Regions from separate parts of the Mus musculus genome. Here all the other regions are linked to region 2. The links are chromatin contacts, called in public HiCAR-type maps. All regions are on one chromosome and are shown on one strand. The core of a region is the stretch at or near the end of the contact, and the rest is flanking DNA. Distances in the headings are between cores, read along the strand shown.

The links. HiCAR-type assays count read pairs that join an accessible place to other places.
Region 1: a HiCAR-type map of fibro-adipogenic progenitors shows a contact between it and region 2, with 5 times the contacts expected there. The contact joins two enhancer-like sites. A contact is called at or near these places in 1 of 484 Hi-C or Micro-C datasets (the AML12 cell line) and 2 of 115 datasets of contacts at active chromatin or transcription factors (astrocytes and fibro-adipogenic progenitors).
Region 3: a contact with region 2 is called in a HiCAR-type map of fibro-adipogenic progenitors, with 6 times the contacts expected there. The contact joins two enhancer-like sites. A contact is called at or near these places in 1 of 15 datasets of contacts at CTCF or cohesin (the NIH/3T3 cell line), 6 of 484 Hi-C or Micro-C datasets (adipose-derived mesenchymal stem cells, embryonic fibroblasts, muscle stem cells and 2 more) and 1 of 115 datasets of contacts at active chromatin or transcription factors (fibro-adipogenic progenitors).
Region 4: a contact with region 2 is called in a HiCAR-type map of fibro-adipogenic progenitors, with 4 times the contacts expected there. The contact joins two enhancer-like sites.

Annotation. Positions count from the first base shown.
Region 1 is chr1:185,534,201-185,540,927 of GRCm38.p6, reverse strand. No RefSeq gene overlaps it. Among named protein-coding and RNA genes, the nearest start is that of Gm34969, 50 kb to the right of the region's middle. Within about 2 kb of position 5,342, at least 17 of the 459 cell types and tissues checked have an H3K27ac peak or open chromatin away from gene starts, as enhancers often do. A contact at or near this core is called in fibro-adipogenic progenitors, where this site is marked.
Region 2 is chr1:186,010,001-186,016,664 of GRCm38.p6, reverse strand. No RefSeq gene overlaps it. Among named protein-coding and RNA genes, the nearest start is that of Lyplal1, 100 kb to the left of the region's middle. Within about 2 kb of position 2,619, at least 11 of the 459 cell types and tissues checked have an H3K27ac peak or open chromatin away from gene starts, as enhancers often do. A contact at or near this core is called in fibro-adipogenic progenitors, where this site is marked.
Region 3 is chr1:185,686,705-185,693,416 of GRCm38.p6, reverse strand. No RefSeq gene overlaps it. Among named protein-coding and RNA genes, the nearest start is that of Gm35023, 71 kb to the right of the region's middle. Within about 2 kb of position 4,721, at least 3 of the 459 cell types and tissues checked have an H3K27ac peak or open chromatin away from gene starts, as enhancers often do. A contact at or near this core is called in fibro-adipogenic progenitors, where this site is marked.
Region 4 is chr1:186,408,620-186,415,380 of GRCm38.p6, reverse strand. It overlaps Gm35341 (a long non-coding RNA gene), which reads right to left. Exons shown (of 4, transcript XR_373803.1): 2 at 1,795-1,966. Among named protein-coding and RNA genes, the nearest start is that of Gm35341, 4.2 kb to the right of the region's middle. Within about 2 kb of position 1,355, at least 37 of the 459 cell types and tissues checked have an H3K27ac peak or open chromatin away from gene starts, as enhancers often do. A contact at or near this core is called in fibro-adipogenic progenitors, where this site is marked.

The DNA of each region.
Region 1 (6,727 bases), core at 4,093-6,592, 480 kb after region 2:
AGAGGGAGAGAGGAAGGGAGGGAAGGAGAGAGGAAGGAAGAAAGGAAGGAAGCAAGGAAGGAAGTTAGGGAGGGAAAGAGAAGGACAGAGGAAGGAAGGAAGAGAGGAAGGGAGGGAGGGGGTAAGGGAGGGGGAAAAGGAGGGAGAAAGGAAGGGAGGAAGGGAGGGAGGGAGAGAGGGGCGGAGGAAGGGAAGGAGAGAAGGAGGGACAGAGGAGGGAGAGAGGGACAGAGGGAGGAAGGAAGGAAGAAAGGAGGCAAGGGAGAGAAGGAAGGAGAGACAGGAAAGAAAGAAGGGAGGGAAGGAGGAAGGGAAGAGAGATAAATGAATGGAGTGAGATGTAGGGGAGGAAGAAGGGAAGGAGGGAAAGGAGAAGGGAGGGAGGAAAGAAGGGAAGGGGAGGGGAGGGGAGGGAAGGGAAGGGAAGGGAAGGGAAGGGAAGGGAAGGGAAGGGAAGGGAAGGGAAGGGAAGGGAAGGGAAGGGAAGGGAAGGAGGGAGGTAGGCAGGCACCAAAACACCTTTCTCATCTGTTTTACCCTGAATTATTTTTGGCTGCCATCATTCAGAGGCTATGAGCTGCCTTCCGGTTGGAGTGAAAGGTATATAACGGGGACTGGAGCCATAGCTTCGAGGGTAAAGACCCACTCTACATACATGAAGGCCTGAGTTTGAATCCCCAAAAGTCAAGCATGGTGTGTGCTCCTGCAGTGAGATGGGAGGTGGAGACAGAAGCATGCCTTGGACACCAGAAAGTTTATAGGCCAGCTAGCCTGGTACCTGCAGCAAACAAGAAAGAGCCTGCCTCAGACAAGGTGGAAGGTGGGCAGGATGCTCTCCGTTGTCCTCAGTTGACAAAAATGGAGAAGAGACTGAGGGAAAGGGGGTCTAGCAACAGGCCCAACTTGGGATCCATCTCAAGGGAAGACTCCAAGGCTTGACACCATTACTGCTATGGTGCACTTACAGACAGGAGCCTAGCATGGCTGTCCTCCAAGAGGCCCAACAAGCAGCTGTCTGAAACAGACACCGATGCTTAAACCCAACCAATGGACTGAAGTCAGGGATCTCTGTGGTTGAATTAGGGAAAGGCTGGAAGAAGCTGAGGAGGAGGGCAACCCCATAAGAAGATTAGCAGTCTCAACTAACCCATATCCCTGAGATCTCTCAGATACTGAGCCACCAACCAGGCAGCATATATTAGCTGATATGAGGCCCCAGACACATATACAGCAGAGGACTGCCTGGTCTGGCCTCAGTAAGAGAAGATATGTCTAACCCTGGAGAGACTTGGGGCCCCAGGAAGTGGGGAGGTCTGGAGGCGGGAGGGAACATTCTCTTAGATATGGGGGGCAGGGGAGGGAAGGAATGGGCTGAGGAAGTGTGGGAGGATGGACCAGGAGGGGGAGGGGAGTAACAACTAGACTGTAAGAAAAAATAAAAGTAATAGAATTAGTAAATAAATAACTAGTACATTGACTGAATTTAAACAACTTCCTTGGTATCTTCCCCCTTTATTATTTATTCTCCAAAACTGTTACTACTAATACCATGCTGAAATTAGTATAACTTGTTAGGCAATCATAATTAAATTATTTGGGGAAAAGAGCATAATGTTTGGTTCTGTTTTTAACATTTCCCAGTTCCTCACCTCTTTTTAATTCACTCCATTTTGTGCCTTAATCAAGAGAGGAGAGGGAGGGGGCAAGTGCCGGTGTCACACTGGCAGCCTCTGGGTTTCTCTCATTAAGAAACCCTCAGCATTTTTCTACGACTTCCTCTGACCCAAGAATCAGCCTCAGCAAATCTCTGCCCTGATGTCATCCCCTCTCCAGAGCACAGTTTGTACCTCACAGATGAATGCCTGCACACTGGACAGTGCACTAAGCGCCAGTTCATAGTTTTCACGCTCTGGGCCATGAGCCACCACTGCACCATAAAACTAATGCAGTGGGTAATGACCAGAATGTGTCTAATGTGAAATAGAACTGGACAAAAACCATCCCAGCATCTCACACATGATAAGTACTGTTTCATAAAACATTTATTGAAGTTATATGTGCCTCTGTATGGATGCTAAGAAGTAATGGAAATAATCTTTTTATGACAGATTGTAGGATTTTAGAAGGAACCTCACTGTGTGGGATCCTCGGATCAAGAAACCGACAAGCAAACTCCTGCAAAAGTTAGAGCCGGGATCCAGACCACAATCTGTCGTCTCCAGTCTCTGCCCTGAGCCATGATTTCTCCTTCACAGAACTAAGAAACAAGAGACTGCACTCAACACCATCTCTGCATGTTTTGAGAAATGCTCCCATACAAAGAAAATCTGATTTTTTTTTTGGCCCTATATTCTTACCTGCATAAACTGGCTCTGTGTTCCATCTGATCCAAATGACATAATAAAAATATATCCAAACGATATCATAAAAAGAACACTTTCATTATTTCCATTGGAAATGTTGATTTTTAAGTCATCTCATACAGCTCGGTTGGTAAGGGGCTTGCACCAAGCCCCGGGTTTGATCCCCAGTATCATGGGGTGCATGGTGGTGCACACCTGTAATCCTAAGACCTGGGAGGCAGTATCAGGAGGATCACGCGTTCAAGGTCATCCTTGGCTACAAAGCAAGTTCGAGACCAGCCTAGGCTACAAGAGATTCTATACCATCACTACCCACAAAAGGGCGTTGGCTGCAACTGGATATTCAGAACCAATCCCCATCATTGCTTATTGTCCTCCATAGATCTAGTGTCTGTATCAACTGTTTGTTAAGCTTTTCTGTCTCTCCACATGTTCTCTAACCCAACACAGATTTCCTCAGACCCTACATTCACACCCCCACCCCCACCCCTACCCCACTCACTGCTCCAATCCAGCTAGCTGGTCAGCAGCTCAATGAAAGTGTTAGTCAGCCATGCTGCTGCCTTCCGGTGGCCAACCGCCAGTGTTAACTCATTTCACTCAGCTCAGACATGCACACAACAGTAGAAATAGAGAGCCTACGGTCTGAAAACTTTGCCACCAGATTGTTCATTCTGGATACAACCTCAGATACTGCAGGGGGTTCTCTACTGTTCTTCTCAATGCCATATCAAGTATCAGAACCCTAATTCTTTTTCTGGCTATCTGTCTTATGAAGACATCCTAGAGCAAATTGTACACACGGGATGGATCACCATAATGGAGCTGTGTTTCCTCTTCAGCACTGCTCCCACTGGTATTAGAAGCATTGGTAGAGGGCTGGGAAGATGACTCATTCAGTAGAGGATTTCCATTGCAATCACAAAGACACCAGTTTAGTTCCAAAAAGTCATATTAAAAAAAAAAAAAAAAAAAAAAAAAACAGGCATGGAGACAGAGACACAGACAGGTTCCTAATCATAGAACTGAAGGGGGAAGCGTGGAGAGCCCTGAAGCATCCTGGCCAATCAGCCTAGCCCCGCTTGGCAAGCTCCAAGTGAATGAGATACCCTGTGCCAAAAAATAAAAAGCAGATGGTGCCAAAGGAATGATAACAAAGGCCTGCACGGACACACACACAGAGGACACACATGCGAGCATCATGCATGGATACACATGTACATGCACACACAAAACATATGAATAGGAAAAATATTTAAAGTAAGGTGTGTTGGTTTGTATATGCTTGCCCCTGGGAGTGGCACTCTTGAGAGATGTGGCCTTGTAATAGGTATGTCACTGTGGGCATAGACTTTAAGACCCTCACCCTAGCTGCCTAGATGCCAGTATTCTGCTAGCAGCCTTCAGATGAAGATGTAGAACTCTCAGCTCCTCCTGGGCCATGCCTGCCTGGATGATAATGGACTGAACCTCTGAACCTGTCAGCCAGCCCCAATTAAATGTTGTCCTTATAAGAGTTGCCTTGGTCATGGTGCCTGTTCACAGCAGTAAAACCCCAAGACAGAAGATATTATGTCTTCCCTGTTATTATTTTCCTTCCTACTCTTTTTTATAGAAACAGGAGATTTATCACAGAGAAACTTCTAAGAACAGGTTGAAATTCTCTGATTTCAACTAACAGTTATAGAATCTTTTTTTTTCTCAAGTAGTAACATGTGATCTTCACTCTGTGTGGCCTTGGTGTGGTGGGCTTTTCACGTGATTTTGCAGATCTGACAAAAACAGATCAATACGGATGAAAGGATCTGGTTCCCCTCCCGTTCCAACACTTGACTCCTGACACCTTGCAGGGATTTAAGAAAACCCAAAAATCTCACCCAAAATCCAACTGTACATCAAAGTAACGCTGCTTCACCCTGACAGTAATATTTGTTGAAAACCTGCACAAAAATAAACTTAAGACTTCTCATTTATGAAACTGAGTCCTATGCATGTTTAAACTAGAAAGTAGATTTCTTTAATTATATGATATTAAATAATGTCTTGACTCCTCTGACCCCTCCCTACATAGCAAACTCCTTTTGTGTAAATGCAAAATCTGTGTTCATAGCTAAAGACCGACTGGCTCTACTGCACAGCCTCACTTGCTATCAGTTGGCAAGGATGCCAGAGTCCTCGCTTCCCCTCTTCCTCCAGAGTTTCAGAAGTGTATTAGTGCTGTTCACTTTAATAAACCACTCCAAGCCCCCACATTCTCCCCTCCTGAGCAGAGGAAACTCCTCAACATACCCAAGAGTGCCACCCCAGGAGATGCCTCTCTATCCCCTGAGGAGTGCCTCTCTGTGTCCTGGGGCTCTGAATTTTCAATCAAAATGCCCCAGTTGCTCTGTGATAGCCCAGTGTTGCCTTCCACTTGAAAGTTTCAATCATTTTGACTACTTTGGCCAACTAGGAATTAACCAAATATGACTGGTATTATTGGTCAGTACGTTCAACCAAACCCAACCGAGCCACTTGGCAGCAGACATGCCTCCTTACTAGAATTCTGAATAACAACATTCCTGATATGGACTTTAAAAAAAAAAAAAAAGGATTCTGAACCAAGGACCAAGGAGATGCTCAGGGGATGGCAAAGCATTTGCCACACAAGCACGAGAGCCTATTCTCAATCCCCAGAACCCACACAGAAAGCCGGGTGCAGCAAGGCACATCTGTAATGCCAGCAGTGGGAAAGGCTAGGAGGGGAAGTCCCCTGGAGTCCACTGATCAACCAGTCTAGCTACAACAGTGAGCTTTCGGTTTAGTGAGAGACCCTGCTTCAAAACTTAAGGAGAGCAACTGGAGACCTGGTGTTAACCTCTGGCCTCTACACACAGAGACTCTAACTGGATGTTTCTGGGCATCAGTATCCACAAGCATCAGCCTCAGGAGAATGATGACTTCAGTTGCCATCGCCAGGGGATTCCACGGACCACATATTTCAGAGAACTATCATCCCCCGAAGTACTGGCTGTGCTCTGACCTCACCCTTAACAGCCTGGGCCATTTCATCTGTTAAAAATACCCCAGAACTGTCTGGATTTCTGAAACAGCAGCATGGCTGCAGCCAATACTGATGTCATAGAAGCAGCCAACAATTCAGGCAACACGGATTCCAGTCCAGCAAACCCAGCTAACTGGAGGAGCCTTCTGCCTCCTGAGGGATTCGGGGACATGCTCACAGGCCTTGGGGGAGCCACCCGACTGTTTTGCAGCCACAGGGGCCATCCTACCAACTGCATGTCTGCTTTTCTCTATGATCACATGGCATGTGCATGAAAGCAACCAACACTGCCTTTCTTAAGGACAGGACTGATCTCTGGCCTTACCCTGGACCCACTGGATTCCCATGGCCTCAATCCTCCTAACAGTAATGCACAAGGGAGGGTTGAGTCTCCCAGCAGACAGCTGGACTTTCCCCATCTTTGGCAACCTAGAAATGCTTTGCCCACCCCCCCAACATGATTGCCAACTTCTCTCTCTTCCCTAATGAATGCTCTCTCTCTCTCTCTCTCATCCCTGGTTTTAATGTGATTCACCTTCTTCCAAGTAAATATTATTTCCCAATGCCTGGCAAGTTCCAACTTTCCTCAAAATTTATATATTACTTTTCCATTATCTCAGGGCAGCAACAATAATAACAATAACGGTTATAACATCTTCCTCCTAGAAGAATCCTGGCCACTCCTCACACTTCTCTGGTTTAGAATTCTCTGATGGGCTTTGCTTTCCCCCTCCATTGTCCTCCTTCTCCTTAGTGGAAAATGTTACTTCTAACTGCTGGATTTAATTTAATTTAATTTAATTACAGCATTTTCCACACATGCCCACGGGCTCTTGGTAATAGTTGCATTTTTAATAAATCTAATATATAATAATGACTTTGTTTTTAATTTTCCACTGAGAGTTGGATCCTGAGCTGAATACAAAGCTCCAGACAGGGGCGTCTGGTTCACTCTATGCTATTGAGTTTCAAAAAACCAACAGGCTGCTAATTGGGAAAGGGTTACACTCTAGCCCTCTGTCCCCACACACCTGTGTTTAATGTCTTCAGCTAGCATCCCATGGGGCATGAAATGACCAGTTGTTGGGGTCAGAAGGACCAAGGCAGTTGTGCAGGCTTCCAGGGCTAGACCCTGAGAATAAAGGAAAGGTGTTGCATGGTGGGTAGCCAGCACTGTTACACAAAGACACTCTGTGACAACACTCCTTGGTCATGGCCAGTACCCAGTGACCCTCCAACCTTTAGCAACAAGTCAGTGGACCAACTCAGTGCTGCAATTAGAGGCCAGCCAGGAGCTGGGTCTTAATGACTGCTCTCTTTC
Region 2 (6,664 bases), core at 1,370-3,869:
CCATGGGGTATCACAAAAATGCGCCCCACATTCTAGAATTGTGTGAGCAAATGATCTGGATGAAATAATAACTTTTAAGACTCCAGGAGTTCATTCAGGTTTCTGGGTCAGGTCCCAGCTCTTATTCTTATTCCTAGAGGCTAAGCATCTCAGTGGATGGTTAAAATCTCCATGCTAAGGTAGTCGGGAAGAGAGTTGTCATGAGTGGGGTACAGGGAAAGGAAGGTGAAGCACTCTTAGCACAATGGTTTGTTTGCCCGGGCTCTTACTCAAGCAGACACTTGGGACCTTGGAGACACCTGCAGAGGGAGTTAGCCATTACCCAAGCATATATGTGAAAGGGACAGAGTCTTGAAATGAAAACATCAGTGTGAAGACAGGTAGCTTGGGGGTGAGGGGGAGGAGAGACACTAACCAAACACTCTTTTTCTATGAGTCACCTTTAAAGGTCTTTCTTAAATTTTTTTTTATTTTAGAAAACGTATGATTTAAAAGGCTCAAACAGCCTAGGGAAGTAAATCCATGCATATTTCCAACATGAGTTAATATTTACTAAGACATCATAGGTTACAACAAATGAAACGTTTTGGCTCTCTCCCTGAAACTTTCTGGCCAACCATGTTAGTGGCTGTTCCTACAGATAGTTTGTAACTGTTTCCTCGCCCCTCTCAAGCAACTGAAGTACAAGTCAGAAGGACTCAGGAATGTGGTTCATAAGCCAGCGTCTTTGGAAAATGTATTTGAGGTTGAGGAGTGGACAGGCGGTGTGAACGGACAGACCCTAGTCATGGCCACTAATAGTTTGGAAATGTGAGTTAGATTTCTCCTTGTTTGAAGCTGAATTCCTTCTTATGAACCTAGGTGCCCTCAGAGAAATGCTTTATAATCCAAAGAAATGTTTACTTTGGATTCCGTTTCTCTTGTACTTTTCACTTGTGACCTTAGGAGTGAGCTCGCGACTGGAAGAAAATCTGTCTTCTGTCTCTACTATTAAATAATTACCTACGCACTGAAAAACCCACACAAGACTCACAGTGGCCTTGTCCCAAGGAGATGCTTTGTGGAATGGTTGAAATTATATTTATGATGTTTGCAAACTTTAGCTCAACTGCTGAGATAGTTCAATGCAGTAACTAGCATGCTTCCAGTATTCAACTTTGCTCTGTAGCATGCTGCAATCACTGAGTGTGATCCAGCATGTGTTTCTGAGGGGAGAAGTAGTGGGCCATTTTTTGATACTATGATTGTATTTGGCAGGCATCTCAGACAGAAACCCTGTCTCAGCCTCTTAGGACTACAATTTCATCGTGAAGTGTGAGAAGGTCTCCTGAATGGAGAAATAGCACACAGTCACGAAGAGCCTAGCTTGCAAATGGCTGTTGTGGCTTTTCATTGGCATTGATTGGACTGTTTGAAGACTTTAGTTTCCATCATCAATGGAATCTAGTGATTTTCACTAATGGATTTATGAAAGCGACTTCAATATGTCAGGATGGCATTTCTGAAATCCTCAGGAAGGAATGGAGAAGGTAGAAGGAACTCGTATTGCTCATGGTCATTATAGTAAACTTTTACCTGGTGCTAACAAAATGCAGAGCCAAATAATGCACATAGGATCATGACAAATGCCTCTAACCACTCAATGAATGCCATTTTAGAGTTGGGGACACTGAGGCTTGGAGAGGTAAACATAACAAACAGATGGGGGCAGGGCTACATAAAGAAGATATGAAGATTTAAATTCAACCCTGCCACTAAAATAGCCAAATCATTCCATTATGTACCCTGCTCATGAATGTGTCATGCGTTTGAACAACAGGACCACAGCAAATGGAACAACCAAGCCATTTAGCTACAAAGGGAATAAAAACATATTGATGTATGAACTATCTCCCTTCTGTATATTCTTCCTTCCTGTCTCCCCCCACTAATTCTCAAGGGAAACAAATGAGGGGGCATCATTTCAAAAATCCCAAACATCCTTCTACATCTTCATGCTCTAGGTATCCACAAGGCGTTTCAGAAGAGAGGATTTCAAAGATGCTTAAGGTGCTGCAGCCTGGGCTTTGTACAGAGGCAGGAAACACATCCTTGAGGTCACTTTCTTCTAAACTGATGTATTCTTTCCAGAGTGATAATAATCTTTTTTTGAAATGCAGGTCTAAGATGGAAGGAATTTTTATCTGGAAGAGTAATATAAATTAGCTTTGACTGCCAGTTTCCACTGATTACTACTTTCCAGGCGGAATTCCTACAAATTCTTGAGGCATGACCTCTAGTGAAAAAATAAAACCCCTTTAAAAACTTGTTGAGAAATTCCAGATAACTTTCACAAGAGACTTAATTTTAGAGCATTAGCACAACCTTGGTTGGGAAGATAAAGCTGCAGTGCAGTTATTTGGTAAAAGTCATTACTTCATGATGAAGTCATTGGAGACTATTTTACTCTGCTTATCTGCCTCTCTCTCTCTCTCTCTCTCTCTCTCTCTCTCTCTCTCTCTCTCTCTCTTTTAAACTTGGGTCCTTTCCCCTAAAACTGATTTTATTATGCATTACTCAATGCACTCTGGATTCACCCTATAAAAGTATAAAGTGTTTCAACAGATAGCCAGTTGGAGGTTATCTGAGCCTGAACCTACCAGGGTGAGCAAACACGATTGTAAGCTATCACATCTCTGTAATATGTATCGTGCATGATCACATGCATTTGGCCTTGGAAAGCACAAAAGAAGCTTAAACAATATTGCATAATTTCAAATGGCTAGAAAAGCAGATTATGAATGTCCTCAGCACAAAGACATGATAGCTGTTTGAGATGATGGATAGCCTAAATACCCTGATCTGATCACTATGTCATGTACAAATGTACAGAAATATAATACTGAACCCCATAAAGGGGCATGATATCTGTCAATCAAAGACACTGTTTAATGGGGCAGAAGCATGGGCTCAGCAGTTAAGAAAACATCCGCTACTTGCAGAGAATCCAAGTTTGGATTGCAGCCCCATGTGGTGCCTCACAACCCAATACAGGGGAACTGATGCCATCTTCTGGCCTCCACAGGCACCAGCTACTCTGGTAGTGCACACATATACATTCAGGCAAAGCACTCACACATAAAGTAGAAATAAAGTGTTCAAAATAATTTCTTAAAAATATCATCTAGAAAGCAACAAATGAGAAGGAACTGGCTCACAGAGGCTCCTGTGTAGCCATTTAGGGAAGGCATTTAGGCATAGCAAAGTGAAAACATGTATACTAGAATTTTTAGAAGGCTTTATAGACCATGGTGTGGTCCTGTATCCCCCCCCCCCCTCATTGGACAGATGGGGAAAGTTGGAGTCAGAAAACTGAGGTGATTCGTCCAAGAACTCATGACTTAAACAGTGCGGTGGCTGTGGTTCTCATCCAGGAATGTCTGACTGTACTGTTGGTTCTCCTCCCACTGCAGAGAGTCACTGTTCCTTGAGCTGCCTGAGATGGAAGAACACAGAGACTTCAGCCACAGGGGCGAAAACTATCAGGGTTCAGAGTGGAGCCAAGACAGAACGCTGTTACTGCCCACTACTTTTTCTGAAACTTTAACTTTCTTGAAGCTGACTTTTAAAAATCAAATTTCCTTGACTATATCTGAATATGTTAAGAAAAGCTATCATGAATTATTTTCTTTAGGGGCATTTATATGGATTTTGAAGTATTTTGTTGTTGCAAAAAGGTATCTGATATAAAGACTAGGGGAAGGAAGGCTTTGCTCTGGCTTACAGTCCAATGGTCTGTCATGGTGGGGCTGCCATGGGCAGGATGGAATGGGCACACTGCTTCTACAGTCTGGGAGCAGAGCACTGTGAATTCATCCTTAGCTGGCTTTCTCCATCTAATGCAAGGCAGGTCCCTAGCGTGTGGAAAATGTAGCCAGTATTTTGGATGGTTCTTCCCACTTCAGTTAATATCCTCTAGATAATCCCCCATAGGCAAGCTCAGAGGTCTACCTCCTAGGTGATTCTAGATCCCGTCAAACTGACAATCAATATTAACTATTGAGATTATCTCACAAGCAGCACAATGGTTATTTTTTAACGTGAAACATGAGTTTCATGGACAGGAAGACAAGATATTTATAAAAGAAGGAAAATAGGATTGATGATGTAGCTTAGTAAACATCAGGCATGCCCCATTCAAGCCATAGGAAGTCAATGTGCACCACTGAGTTTTTATTTTTATGTTATTATTATTATTGTTAAATATTTTCTTTATGTACATTTCAAATTTTACCCCTTTCCTCATTTCCCCTCTGAAAACCGTCCTATCCCATCCCTCCTCCCCCTACTCACTAACCTACCCACTCCTGCTTCCCTGTCCTGGCATTCCCCTAAACTGGGACATAGAGCCTTCACAAGACCAAGGGCCTCTCCTCTCACTGATGTCCTACAAGGCCATCCTTTGCTACATGTGTGGCTTGAGCCTTAAGTCCATCCATGTCTACTCTTTGGTTGGTGGTTTAGCCCCTGGGAGCTCTAGGAGTACTGGTTGGTTCATATTGTTGTTCCTCCTATGAGGCTGCAAACCCCTTCAGCTCCTTGAGTCTTTTCTCTAGCTCCTCAATTGCGGACCCTGTGCTCAGTCCAATGGATGGCTGTGAGCATCCACTTCTGTATTTGTCAGGCTCTGGCAGAGCCTGAGTTTTTAATTAATTAATCAATTACTTAAAATTAAGAAGAGGTTATTATGGACCTATGAGATTCTTCCTACCGAGTAAACTAGTCATAGAAATTATGTCTTGGATAGTTAAGTATTTCTTCTTTAAAAAAAAAAAAATCTTCCCATTATACTTGCTGGTATATGATCAAATTGGTTGTTCTTCAAAGAATAGTTCAATACTATTAGTTCATTAGCAATAAAATCCCACCATACTAATTATATGACATAAGTTCTTACTGATCATATTAATATCCAAAGTATCAGGGATATAGAAATTATTAACATAGCCTCTTCTCCCAGGGCATTCATATAAGTGTAAAATAATAGGTACAAAATTATGTTTATAGCTGGAAATGCTGAGAATCCAGTCTACATAGACCTATAAGGAAGTATAAACAGGTTTTCTAACTCCCCAGACATTCAGAAATCAGAATTAAATAAAAAGGAAATTGTGTTAGGCTATCGTCAGGCTGTAATGACAGAACGTAAGGAAAGATACAAGTGGCATTAAGTCCACTTAGATCACTCTGTTTTCTTTTCATACATGAATCAATAAATCTTCCTCCAGGCAAGCAATCTAACACACTGTCATATTCATTTCGCTTCTTGGTCTTGGTTCAGGGATACGCAGAAAATCAGGTGACTTCACGATTTCTCATGTATGGATGACTGTCAGGAATCACCTCAGATTATTCTCCAGAAAGATAACAAAGATGTAAATATTAGTAAATGTCTCAGTATTGTTTTTTTAATTCACATATCTCTTTTTTCTTTTAATAAAATGAATTTTTCACTCACGTAATACAAGCTGATTACAGTTTCCCCTGCCTCTACCCCTCCCAGTTCTTCTCTATCTCCCCTCCTATTCAGATCCACTCCGTCTCTGACTACCATTAGGAAACAAACAGGCATCTATGGGATATAATATAATATAACATAATATATAAATTATATGATAAAACAAATGCTAACTCATCAAAATTGGCCAAAACAAATAGAAGAAAAAGAGCCCATGAGAATGCACCAGGAACAGAGACCAATTCATTCACATACTTAGGAATCCCATAAAAAACACTGAACTGGGAACTATAACATATATGCAAAGAACCTGAGGGATAAAAATAGAAGAAATGTATAAATAAAATAATAATAAAACAAATAAAAAGAAGAACCCTGACGTGGCATTATGAGACAAAGAAATTCCAGAGATGCTATAGAGTTCATTTTTTGTTGACCATCTATTTCCTGATGGGCAGGCAGTCTATCATTTAATTCCCTCTGAGGGAATTAAAATTTCATTGACAAGTGGTTATCGATTGGAGATTGCTTCTGGGTTAGGGATAGGGGCATTCATTCTCTTGTCTTTCCAGCTCCAGGCCTCCAACAAGTACACAGCCATATAAGCCCTGTGCATGCTGCCTCAGTCTCTGTGAGTTCATATGTGCACTGATCACGTTAACTTAAAGGACCTTGGGTTTTTAATATGATACATCTCCTATGGTTCTTCCGCCCTTTGCCTTCCTCTTCCAGAGTCCCTTGAGCACTGAGGAGGGGGAGAGATCTAATGGAGACATCCCATTTGGAGCTCAGTGTTCCAAGGTCTCTCACTTTCCACATAATATCTGCTGTGGGTCTCTGTAGTTTTTCCATCTTCTCTGATGGTGGCTGAGCAAGACATTGATCTATGAGTATAGCAGGTTGTCATTAGAAGTCATTTGATCACTGCATTTTTGGATTATTTCATCATGACATTTTAGATCAGCAGTGCTTCATTTTACTCTAGGATGCTGGGATATCTGGTTTCAGTTTCTCTGCCACCCAAGCAGTGTCAGATTTGGCTCTCTCTTGTAGAGTTGGCCTTTATTCAAATCAGATAGTGGTTGGTTGCTGCCACAGCTTTGTGCCAACATTGCATGGGGTATCTTATAGGCAGGAGACCATTGTGGATCAAAGGGTTGGTGTTTT
Region 3 (6,712 bases), core at 3,472-5,971, 330 kb after region 2:
AACCTAGAAAGAAGGCTCACAGAGTCAAAGGGAAATTGACCATGGGGAAGGACAAAGCACTCGTCACATGCTCTAGAAGGAGCCTTGCTGTTCTTCCCGAATTTCAGTTATGCTCAGTGACGTGAGAACTGTAGCGACCCAATTTATAACTACTGCATTTGACAGCTAAAAGTATATATATACACTACACATACACAGGAGCATGCTTGCACTCGTGTACACACACACACACGCACACAAATCCACACATGTGCACAAACACACAAACACACTTGCCATTTTCCCTATCTTCCCATTCTTACTTCTTCCTAAGAAAGGTTCCTGAGAAAACAGGGCAGCACACTCGTAGATGAAGTAGAAGAACAAAACCGGCCGCCCTAACCACTAACTGAAGCACAATGCAGAAGAGGAATAGGAAATGGTCCCTGAGCTCTGACAGTTCAGGAAAGCCGGGAGTGGTTGTGGGAAGAGACAGGGGGACGCCATGAGGTAATGGCCAGTTAGGAATGAGGTGAATGCAGAAAAGCATCTCACATGGTGTTCTGTGTTGGAATAATTTGATCTTACAAAGTGCCTCTGGACCAAAATTGTCTTTCAATTATTTTAAATTCAGGGAAGGCCCTTCTTTGAACATACTGTCATGCTCAATGATGCCATGAGCCCAGTAAGACACAAGGATTGTCTGCATCAGAGGAAGACAACCCCGGAATCTGGAAGATCCATTTTCAGAAAATGTGCATGTAACTCTAGCCAAAGAGAAGAGAAGGGGGAAGGGGTATCATTTTCTTTACAACCAAATATATAGGATCTCAAGTAAAAGGCTGGGCAATAGCGAGTCTTTCCCCATCTTCTGTGCTTGAGTCACAGTATTTAGTAGGAAAAGTCTGGGGAAAGATAAATGAAAACAAAGCTCAAGAAAAAAAAAAAAAAAAAGACAACCAGACACAGAAACAATAAGAAATGATGAAATGATGGCCCAGTCAGTGTCTACACTGCACGGCACAGCAGATCTTTGTGTTCTGTTGTGTCTTAAGACAAAAATCACACAAATTAATCAACCAAAGCATGAAGGGTAAATGAAGTAATTCAGCAGACAGAGAGATGGAAACCACAAAAGGGATGGGAAAAAAGTCTGCTTGGCTTGGCAAAACCTCATGTGTGATGCACAATAAATCTGAATTATTTTAACCATTTATTACCAAAATGGCATTACTTGAAGCAAAGAGTCACCCAAGCTATTTGCAAGTGAGGAACGTTTGGGAACACAAAGCAAGAAGTACAAAGAAGCCAACTCCTTGCAAAATATGTCTTGGGATCTCCAGTTTGAGTTTGTAGAGTTTGCGTAGAAACACTGGGGATTACAGCATGTTGTTAATTTTCTTCTAAGCATAGTAATGAATTTGCCTCTGAACAAATATCCTATCCCATCCATAATTCAGAAACGCCAATTGGATGTAACCGAGAACACTGAACACAGCCTCCGACAGCCTTCGACCATGTGAAAGGGGAAATTGGATGCAAGAAAGAGACACATTTAAATACTGAATCTTCAGTAAGCAAGTGCAGCTATGGAAGGGCTGAGATGGTCTATTTTAAACCTTAGCAGCCACCATAAAAGACAATCAATTTTGAATATGCTTGCTGGGATACTCTCGTCGATTTGTTCCATACACTAAGCATCAGTTACCAGCTCCATACTGTTTGGCAGCTCCCAGCCGAACACAACAGCAAGGCACTAACATTATCCCACAAGTATCAAAATAATAGAGTTGTGGTCTTATTTAATCAGTAGGACATGCCAATGCATGAACACACAGGGAACTCTTTCCTTCCCCAGGTCCCCTCACCTCACCCTCAAAGGAGGATGGAATGAAATCCCTGATGGTCACAGCCCTGGAGAATGACAAAATGCTGGAGTGATTGCCAGTTGCTGAGTCTGGGCGTCCACAAAGAAAATTCAGGTGATGTCATCTTCATGTGCTACAAAGAACCATGAATTCTCTCTGATCCCATACTGCCCACCAGAGAGATACACAATCAACGGTAAGCTCACTCTAATTTCACTCTATTTTATTTATAAATCATGATCTCATAATTATAAAACAAAGATGACAGATAAGTTATCACTTCTATAAACAAGTAAGCCTGCTATGGTAAGCTGTCCATCCACATATCTCGACATCTATTAATGACCACCCCAGCCTGGAAATTCAAATGTCCAGTCCAGTGTCCGTCTCACAAGTCTACAGAGTTTCCTGAAGATATACCTCCATTCAAGGCAAGAGTAGGTTGTTTGTTTTGGGTGTTGTTGTTGTTATTTGTTTTGTTTTGTTTTGCTTTTTGGTATGAGTCCCAGTTAAGACTCACTATACTAGAAAAACATAAAAGTAAAATTAACTCTTAAATTATTCAGGAAGTACATAAGCCTGCCCACTCTTTTTAAGTGTTCACACTATTGTTAGAAATTCCTAGCATTAATTTAAAAACCCCTAATTATGCTAAAGTTCGGTCATTTCCAGCCAATAAGCAATGAAGAGAATTCCTTCCCACCCATACAGGTGTTAGTGTACCTTTAAGTCTAATAGCAATAAGCACCAGATCAGCTGTCTGTCAGTTAGGAAATATGAAAATATACAGCATCCTATAACCAGCCATTAGCCACTGCCACAGTACAAGGACATCCTCAACACATACCCACCCTGCCATAACTCCATACATGCAGATGGTGTGTGGCCTGCCAGTATGTTGAGGGACTGCTAAGTTCTGGGAACATCTTAGTTTGTAGAGCTGCAAGGTAGGTCATGTTGGATTATCCTAGAAAGAGAGCATATGGCAGTTGCTCCCTAGAGCCAAACACAAAAGCAAAGCAATGAGCCCAGATATCTTCTGCAGCTCGTGTAGCATTCAGAAATTATCTTCTACACTCATCAAGTATTTGGAAAAGGCCACTTTAGGAATGTACACACACTCTTCTTAATTCCCAATTTATAGAGAACACATAGTTAACCTCTTTGAATACTCTAAGAGACAATTTTTATAGTCAGTGAAAAATAAGGCCAAGTACATTCACCGAAGTTCAACACAATGGAAGTACCACTGGTCCATCGCTTTTCCATCCTTACATGACGGATGATACGGTGCTGGATGAAGTCGATGTGGTGCTGGTGCCCGGTATCCTTGTTACAGACTTCAAAGAATGTCAGAAACACCACTCTTAAGCCAAACACTTCCTGGGATACTCTCACCACAGGGAATGGTAGTAGAATTATTATTTCATTTCCTTTTTTGTAGTTTACTTTTTATTATGTGTGTGTGTGTGTGCGTGTGTGTGTGTGTGTGTGTGTGTGTGTGTGTGTGTGTGTACAACGGGTATCAGAGTGTATCATTCATGTAGAGGTCAGAGAACAACTGTATGGAGTTGGTTCTTTCCTTTTGCCTTTAAGCCGATTTCTGTGATCAGATTCATGTCATGGCATTTGAGTAGCAAGCACCTTTACCCACCAAGCCATCTTGCCAGCCTCTCATTGCTTCATGAAGCAGTATGAGTGTATGGTAGTTGTACATATGCATAAAGGATGCTTTAAGAGTTAACGAGAAACCACAATAACTTACTATTAGGTTAAATCATTCATTCAGAAATTGGACTCCTTCCTAGAATACTCATCCCAAAGCAAAAATTGTTCTTGGATTAAAACTCTGGGTACACTAGTGCTTTCTGGAGAAGCACACACTAGGCCGTCTTGATTCATACACCATTTTGAAATGCAAATCTGTCTCTGAGAGATGGCTCAGTATAAATCCACCTCCTTGCTAGAAAAAGGAAATGACGGACATTGATACAAGATCATACTTGAAAGGGTCAGCTTGTGGCAGCCATGATTCTTGGTGACCACCAGCAAGAAATTTGTCAACTAAACAAAAGGGGACCAGAGCCATGGCCACAGTTTAACTAGGAAGACGGTCAGTGACTTATCAAGCATATTGCTCTCCTGCCACGACTCACCCTGAACTTGCATGAAGCTCTGCAATGACACATGACCAATGATAATTCAAGACCTTTCTCTGGTTGTACATGGTAGAAATTACAACAGCCGGTTCCAAGCCTAAAATAAAGAACTGCACCAGTTTTGTTGAGCTGAAAAAAGAATTCGTTGGCTCATGTAAAAGATCACAGTTTAGTCTATTAGGATGAAGAAATTGACCTTGAGTAAAAACAAAATATATAATGTATTTTTAGTGTAGGAAATGTTATGTTTCTGTGATCATTTAATGGGACCAACTTAACCTTAAATAATCGTCATTCTGTTAATAAATACGTTGGAACCAGACTGGCAAGGAGAGTTTGAGAAATCCCCTAAGCTTGCTTGGCTTTTGTGTTAAATGATTTACCTTCATGGGGGAAAGTTGTGGGCACAAAAGCATGGGAATTTGTTTGCTATTGGACATTTGCCCTAAGCACATTTTGCAAAGAAAAGTCATTTGTGTATGGAAAAACAATATTCTGGTCAGGAGAAAGCGCCTATGTGTTTTGCAACCAGAAGAATCCTTACAGAGCTCCAGTTTGCCTGCCAATGTTACGAGGAGTCTTTAAAAAGTTAAAATAGCAGAGATTATAGAGTCCACATGTTGGCTGACCTGTTTGTTGTCCTTTCTGGAAGAGCTGTGAGAGTTGAGGGTACGCAGCGGGGTGGGGTTCCAGTAGGTGGGTCACAGGGGGTTGGGTTCACATTTGGTTGTTTTCCATGATTCCATTAAATGAGAACTGATGGAAGCCCTGGAATAAGACTGGGAACATCTTTCTGGCACTTCTGAACAAGAGTCACTTGACCAAGAATTATCCCATGACACAATTGCGGAAATAACAATACGCACGAGCCCGAGACTGTACCGCAGTCAAGTGCTGCACGTCTCTATACCAAGAGGACTGCGTCTACCTCCCTGATCTCCCCTCTCTCTCAGCGGGGCATCTGGGTCACAGGGCTGGGCTCTCCTTACCCCCTTGTTATATTTGTATCCCTCTTCAGCTCCAGTCTGAAAACCCACTCCACCCCGTTGTCAGACCGTTCTTCTGGCCTCCGTGGGCTTGCCGGCACACATGACCATTCATAGACACACATGCATTGTTTTAAGTGTAAAATGTTATCATTTAAAATATCTTGTTAACACACACAAATATAACAAAGTAATGGTGAATTCATACAGGCGTATTACCGCCCTCTATTATTCTGTTTTAATCTTTCCATTTCCCCTTAAATCACCAAGAGTTATTCTAAGTCAGCTCTCTGTTTCTAGAACTAAGAAATGGTTTCCATCTTTGACCAATTTTATGAGAAAGATTGTCTTGAGCCTTGATTTTGCATTTTGGGTTGTTTTTTTTGGTCTCAGTGACCCCTGCGGGCATTTAAAACATATACTTTAGTTCCTCACAGTCCAAATACTTTTTAAGGGGTAATTTCTGCCTACTAATGTTGCCTAGCAACATAGGAAGCATGCCACCTTATAGAGATGTTGACTGAAAGTCTGGGCATCGAAGTGAAGAGAAAATTCCAGCACCATATCTGATGGGCTGTGTACACCAGCTCCTTGGATTTGGCTCTGTGAGTTATGAGAACATACCAGAAATACTTGCTTCAAAATCGTAATGCTAGATACCTATTTCCCCCACAATCTGAGAGATCCCGGAGGATCCCGGAGAGCCTTGCAAAGCTATGTATCTTTAGCATCTAAGCCCTGTGCCAGAGGCATTGTGAACTCCGAGGAAGTGGATCTTGACTAAAGGAAAACTGAATTGAGTAATTCCACTGCAGAATGACAGAGTCTGGGATTGTCACAGCTGAAGCTGTGATGCCCTGGCCAGCAACTAGGAGGGAGGGAAGGAATTCACTTCAAAAACATGAAAACCTTTGTGCCCCTTCCATCTCTGGCCTCACTCAGCATGTTTTTCTTGAATCCATCCATTGGTAGATAGCTGTTTCTTTATTTTAGTTTATTTTTATTTTTATTTTTATTGTGTATGGGTGTTTTGCCTGCATGCATTTCTGTATGCCACCTGCACTCAATCCAGGAGGAGGCCACAAGGAGTCCCCTGGAGCGGGAGTTACAGATGGTTGTGAACGGTCGTGTAGGTTCTAAGAACTGAACCCAGATCCTCTGTCACAGCAGCCAGGGTGCTTAGGTGCTCACCCATTCTTTGCATTTCTGAAGAGTTGATTTGTTAGTTCTACATCCGTTCTAGATGTGAACAGCTAGAAATCAATAATTTGCTGCTGTTTGATTGCAGAATAGATAAGGTCAAATAGATGAAACAGAGAGAGCTTGTACCCAACCTTTCCCCTTTTTTGTCTTCCTGACAATCACATGATGATAATACCTTGAGCCTTCAAGAAGTATTGTGGGAGGTCTGAGGCTATGTCTCAACTTTTAAAGACCTTGCCATGCAGGCAGAAGAGCTGGAGTTCATATCTACAACACTTCTGTAAAGAAGCCAGGTAGGCGTGGATGCCCACCTGAAAGAAGGCTAAAACAAGGGATGCCTGGGACAAGATGTGACAGCCAGAATATGCCTGATCCTATCCCTGGGAGCAGACAAGACAATCCCAGGATCTCACTGTCAGCCATTCTACTCAACTGCGGGCCTCCAGGTTCGGTGAGAGACCCTGTCTTTACAAACAGTATGGAGAGTGGGAACGGATGCTCGGTGGCTACCCGGGGC
Region 4 (6,761 bases), core at 106-2,605, 400 kb before region 2:
AAATGCTTAACCTAGGCTTTGAAGGTATCTTGTATTCTATAAACCTATATTCTGTGTGACGGGCGCCACGCTACAACCTAGAGTCCTGCTAGAGTATAAGCTGCAGTTACTTTACTCCAAGTCTCGCAAACTTGATGCAACCAAGGTGTTTACCAACAAAGCACAGAGAAGAGTGGGGCTGTAGTGCGTTGTCTCATTTGTGGACCCTAGATGTTACAGATGTGTGATACCAGAAACAAACTCCAGTGGCGTGGAAGTAAGAGAGCTATCGGGGAACAGAGAGGACTAGGGGGAAGGGAGACAGGGCAGTGGGGTACAGGGAAAATAGGCTCAAAGTACATTGTGTCCTTACATGAAAATGGCCTCATTTATCTCTGTAAACTAAAAGTAAAGAGCAAAGACTTTGAAACAGAGAAGCAGCCCAATCGACGTCACTTCCGGGGATGAATTACTGTGACTGCTGCCATTAAGACAGTGAAAGGAAGGGGAAGTTAGGTCAGTAGGCTATTCCACACATGGGTGGACCAGAGATCCCTACGCTGCACAGCAGCAAACCGAGCAGGGGGGTGGGGGGAGGGAGGAAAAAGAACTGGGAATGAAGGGACTCTCTGTACAGCAGAGCTTAGCCAAGCAGGCCCAGCCACAATACTAACCCGCGAGCACATACTTCCTTCCCGAGCCAACCCGCGGCTTGCCTGACTCCCATAATCTGTGTTGTTGATTTTTAACCTGGCCCCCCAAGGGTCTTGTTGGGGATCACAAGCAACAGCCCTGAGCATCTCCCACCCCTGTCTTGGAACTTAGCCAAGCAGGCCCGCTACAATGCTGGCACACGAGTCACTGATACTTCCTCCCTGAGCCAAACCTAGGATCTACCGGCATGGCTAGAGATCGTTGACGCCAAGGAGAAAGAGACAGCTGTCTCCTGTCTGGCTACTTCTCAGCCAATGAGATGCTGAGAAGCTTGAGAGCCAATGAAATGCCGAGAAGGTGTATAAAGATTTGCCCAGTTCTGGGAGTCAATCTTGCCTGCACAACACCTATGCAAGAAAAGGCCAGTCAACATCCCAGCCCGCAGAATATCCTTAAATCGCTACTGGCTGTTGATGGCTACTGGCAGAGGAATGGTTAACATGCCAGTGGTGTGACTCGGTAGGATGTGAGCACCAGGCCTGTGGGAATGTGGCCTGTAATATCTTGGCAGAAGCCATCCTCTTGGTGCTAAGGTCAGAGCTAGGGAAAGATGCCATAACCACCATCAAGACACTTGGGCCCAAAGGCAACACCCAGTGCCTTGCGATCCGCACTTGCAGGGAAGTGTACGGCAGCAAACTATTCCTGCGTGTGGCCGATTTGATGGGGTTAAAATATGATTAAGCCTAAACATGTAAACACTAAATTCCCAAGTTGATCATGCTGTAATACTCTATTAGGGTTAGGCCAGATTACAGCTGGTTGTGTTTCTTCATACTGGAGCCTGGTCCAAAGTGATGAATTCGCTTATAAATCCCACAGTCATCCCCAGAAAGAACACGATTCACAGAGAGCTTTCCTAAGGTTTCAAGTGGGCTTCAGCGAGGCATGTTTTAAGCACCACCTGGAAAAACCACAGGCAGTGCTGGCCGGCTCTTAGGGAGCATCAGGGAAATGCCACACATCTAGAGCCGCAGGCCCGCAGTGCCCTTCCTGGGGGGGGGGGGGGCTCCACGTGGAGCCTGGGTCACGCGTGCTCTACCTCCTGTTCTCACGGGGAGGAAAAGCACAAGGCTGTTAACCATAAAGGAAAAATAATACCACACTCGGCTGAAATCACATCCAACTGGAGCCCGGTTTGTAATCCTTCATCCTTTCTGGGAGTCAGTCAGCTGCCACGGACACCCCCACAGGATGGATCTTTTTCCAAGGCAACAAACGCTCAATTCATCGGGGAACCGGAGCCCGGCTCCTGCGCTGTTTCTTCGAGATCCTTGAAAGGGTTGAATATGAATTGAAACCAAAGACATATTATTTTCAGAAGTGAGCACATTTTCACCCTGGTTTAGGGATGTCAGCCTTTTTCCCTCGCTTGCATAAGGAGGGTGTCCCCCGCTCTGTAGGCTGCTCTCAGTGACTTCATGAGGCCTAGAAGACAGGCTGGTCTCCTCTGCTCCACCCACAGTGTTTCCTGACAGCCTTAAGTGCAAAAGCAAATGTTTTGTTTAGGTAGGGACCTTAAAATAATGAGGCTTGGCTTTTGAAAAGATTAGCTACAAGAAAGAAAAATGCTGTAGGAAGTCATAACAGTAGTGGTTATCATGATATTAATATGCAACATCTGGCCTGGTGTATGCAATTAGATCTTGATGCAGAGTTAGAAAGGAAGGAGGGAGGAAGGGAGGGAGGGAGAGAGAGAGAGAGAGAGAGAGAGAGAGAGAGAGAGAGAGAGAGAGAGAGAGAGAATAATTCTTTAAGTTTAAATGTGAGTCTGTTTTGCAAAACTATTGGACTTGTACGAAAGCTGTCTATTACATGCCAAAAGCTGGATAGCTTCTTATTGGATAAAATATGCAGTGAATTCTACACTCCATTTCTGTGCAATAAAGAAAAAAAATTAGGGCTTGTAAAAGTGCATTTAGCATTTGTAACCCTAACACATGGGGGCTGAAGCAAGGCATGAGGTTAAGGGAGGTGGCTGGCCAGTCTGTCTAGTTGAAATAGCAAGTGCCGAGCTCAGAGAGAATGGTAAGGTAAAGAAGTCATTGAGAAGGGCATCCAGACATCAGCCTCTGACCTTTACACATGTCCAAACAAATGAGCACACCCTGCCACCCACACCCAACACTCACACACTCAGATGCCATGGTGGCCTGCATTATTTCCAGGCTCAGCTGGAAATTCCCATCTGGACAATTCCTCCTGGGATTGTTTTTGGAGGGATCATATCTGCAAGTCTCATTGATGTCATCATCTCTTGGACCTGCTCTTGGAAGTGGACTGGGAAGGGGAGGGGCCTACAGAATGGAAGCCAAGTCACCCAAGACCTTCTGCCAAGTACCTGGTGATAGGCTAGCTGCGGTACCTCACCTCCATTGCTTCATGGGAATTGTAAGGGTAGCCAGTGTCCCCTCTGGCTGGTCTCATGTCTCTTGTGGAGAAATCACCATGAGAGATGGAAAGTCAAGTGTGGTTGTACTAGGGAGTGGGGACTCGGCTAAGCACAGGGATTGGTGATTATAACTATATTTGGAAAAAGAGGTGGTGAAGGTAGGAATGGGAGGGAGGAGGGTCGAGCTGTGAGGATGAGAGTCGCCATCTTCACAGATGCTTCAGTGTCTAACCTGACTTGCCGGCCCATATGCTTTCACAGTTACTTCAAACATTTTTTCCTCTTTTTTAAATTAGATATTTTCTTCATTTACATTTCAAATGCTATCCCCCTCTCTGTTTCCTCTTCAAAAATCCCCTATTCCTTTCCCCCATCCCCCTGCTCCCCAACCCACCCACTCCCACTTCCTGGCCTATTTCCCTATACTGGGGCATAGAATCTTTGCAAGACCAAGGGCCTCTCCTCCCATTGATGGCCAACTAGGCCATCCTCTGCTACATATGCAGCTAGAGACATGAGTCCTACCATGTGTTTTCTTTGATTGGTGGTTTAGTCCCAGGGAGCTCTGGGGGTACTGGTTAGTTCATATTGTTGTTCCTCCTATAGGGCTGCAGACCCCTTCAGCTCCTTGGGTACTTTCTCTAGCTCCTTCATTGGGGACCCTGTGCTCTATCCAATAGATGACTGTGAGCATCCACTTCTGTATTTGCCAGGCTCTGGTAGATCCTCACAGGAGACAGCTATATCAGGCTCCTGTCAGCAAAATCTTGTTGGCATTTGCAATAGTGTCTGGGTTTGGTGGTTGTTTATGGGAAAGGTCCCCGGGTGGGGCAGTCTCTGGATGGTCCTTCCTTCAGTCTCAGTTCCAAACAAAACCATTCTGGGTAAGGCCTTAGGAATTATCTGATGACAGATGGAATTGAGAAAACTTCCAATTGTTCCAATGAGAATTGGTACCTACCATATAGGACCAAGCCACCTGCCTTCTTCTCTTTAACTCCTCTCTGCGTGTGAGCAGATGTGTTTGATGGATTTATGGAATCATTGATTTTCTTCTCTTTTCATTGAGATGACATCTCATGCTGGCCTTGAAGTCTCTTTGTAGTTGAGGACTTTGAAGTCTTGATCCTCTTGCCTCAGTCTCCTACCAACTTCATTCAGTTCCAGAGATGAAACCTAGCCTTTGTGTGTGCCAAGCGAGCATTCTACCGGTGAAGCCACATCCCTATTCCTACAATGTTTTTTAACTGACAAATAGACATCAAATTGGGACATAGCACTCATCTTATCTAGACCCTGCCTCTGCACCAGCAAGATTTGGACCTGAATGGCAGCACTGCTGGTATCTCTCTGTAGGACTTGACTGAGATTTGATTGTTTGTATGGAGTAGAGAAGATACTCTTTGCCCTACAAAATATGGTCCTGATCCAAGGATCTCACTGGATCCTCGGATCCCACCTCTGCTCAACGGAAGGAACTAACTATAAACAAAGAAGATTCTAGGAGTCATGTTCAAATCCTCTTGACTAGATTTTTTATTTATTATTTTTTTGGGGGTAAAATACTGTTTGTGATCCAGGAATTAACTAGAAACACAGGTCCTGCCTCAAACTGTCTTGATATACACTCAGCTTTCTGTCTTGATATACAAAGCTCTCTCTGTGGATCTGTGTGCATCACAACACTGCCATGTATCTTCACCTCCTATCTCAACTGTTTATGCACACAGTCAACTACATTAGCATGTAAGAGATTAAAATACTATGGAATTCTCTATTTCCTCCTATCCACTCAGATCCCATGTCCTACTTCTACGTTTCAAGTGTCAAAACCCCTTTCCAAATATTGTTTGCACATCCCAGAAGAGAACTGTGAGGGTTATGTAGGAGACAGGGTTTCCCAGGTAGAGGAGGCGGCATGAGTTCCTTTCACGGGGCATGCTATCGTCACCGGATCAGAAATTCATTCCTTCCCAGCTAGAGCCATCACTATGCAGCTCTAAATGTCATGTAAGAGCAATGGCTCACACTCACAGTGCTCCTGGGCTTTCTCAGGAAGGTTGGTCTCTTGTGAGAGAATGTTCTCAGGCCTTGCCTAGAAGCACATTGCTGAAAAGATGCTAAAGTTTGTGGGTTTTCCTAAGGTTCAAATTTAACAATTATTTTGCATTTGTTGTCTAAATGGATAGAGCTGATGGTTGCCAGGAACGGAATAAACAGTGAAGCAGGAGCAGCCTGGCAGTAGATCACTAAATTATGTTTTCCCTCTGAAACTTATTTTTATAAAGGAAATAGAGGAAGTGCCGCTGAGTGTGCTTGGTTCTCCTTCCTGCGAGCCGGTTTATTAGCTGTGAGATTAGTGAAGCCCGGTTTTCTTTTTCCTTTTGCTTCTATCACTTTCTTCTATCTTTTCGAGCTGGGCAGGAGCACCCGGCGGCACGCACACATGCGCGGGGTCACTCACCGCCTGTGTGGAAACAACTGCTTTTTGTCTATGGTGCCATGTAAAGAATATCCCGCTCTGTTGATTTTCTGTTAAGATAGCTGGAATTCGATCCGGTGCATACTATAGGCTGAATTTCAGGATGCCTCAATTTTTTTTTTTTTTAAAAGAATGAGCCTGAGAGCATTTCCAGAACCACAGCTCTTTACTGCAAATAGAAGGGGGAAAAATCTGTAGTTTATCCCCGAATATTCTCAGTGAGACAGCACGCTTCTGCAGCCGTTCTAAATTCAGAGTACTCCCGATAACACCCAGATAAAGAAAGAGACGATGCCTGGTAGCTTCTCACGTGTTTGCAGGGAACAGGGATTGCATGCTTTTTGCCAAAGAAAAGCTGAGAATAAGGGCGCCTGTTGAGCTAGGGCAATATTTAACAAAGCCCGTTGAACTGGCACCAAGCCTCCATGAATGGAATTAAGAACTTTCTGCCAGCGTCCCAGGGAAGATGATTCCCATAGTTCCCCTCCAAAATGTTTTCAACTTCGCAGAGCGAGACAAAGGGGTGGAATGGATGAATCAGGCAGACTGCCTCACGGACGGTTTGGCTAAGCTGGGATAAATTAGCTTAGCCTCTGCTTCCTGATCGATACCTTCCCCGAGCCATTACGGATAGTGCCATTGCCCTAATTGGCAGAGACAGTTTAAAGATCGATCTGGAAAAATCAGCACTTGACCCAGCAAACCCACTCTTTGTCAACACATTCAATCACATCTGCTCTTGAGTGGGAAATTCTTGGCCTGATGCAGAGCCAGTTGCTCAGAGAGCAGCAGGCATTTCCCCACCAAGGAGTGCTTCCCAGAGATTAAGGGAACCAGCAGGACTTCACTGCTGGATCGTTATGTATATCTTGTGTATGTGTGTGCATCTTATTCATTTAGCAAGAATTACCTGAGTATCTACTGTGTCTAACTCATTTGTCAAAACACATGTGACATAAAGAGCCCCCACGAGAGAATGAAGAAATAATTTCCCTGGCTAGAAAATCAAGGTGCAGGGTTGAGGAGATGGCTTCAGCAGTGACACACTTGTCAAACAGGCAGGAGTGTCAAAGGGCAGGCCCTTAGCACTCACACACTAAGAGCTGTTTCAGTAGTCTGGCCACTGGTAAAGTGTCACATGCCAGTACGCAACCCCTTGCTCACTCAGGCATACACTGGTGGGTAACCACACAA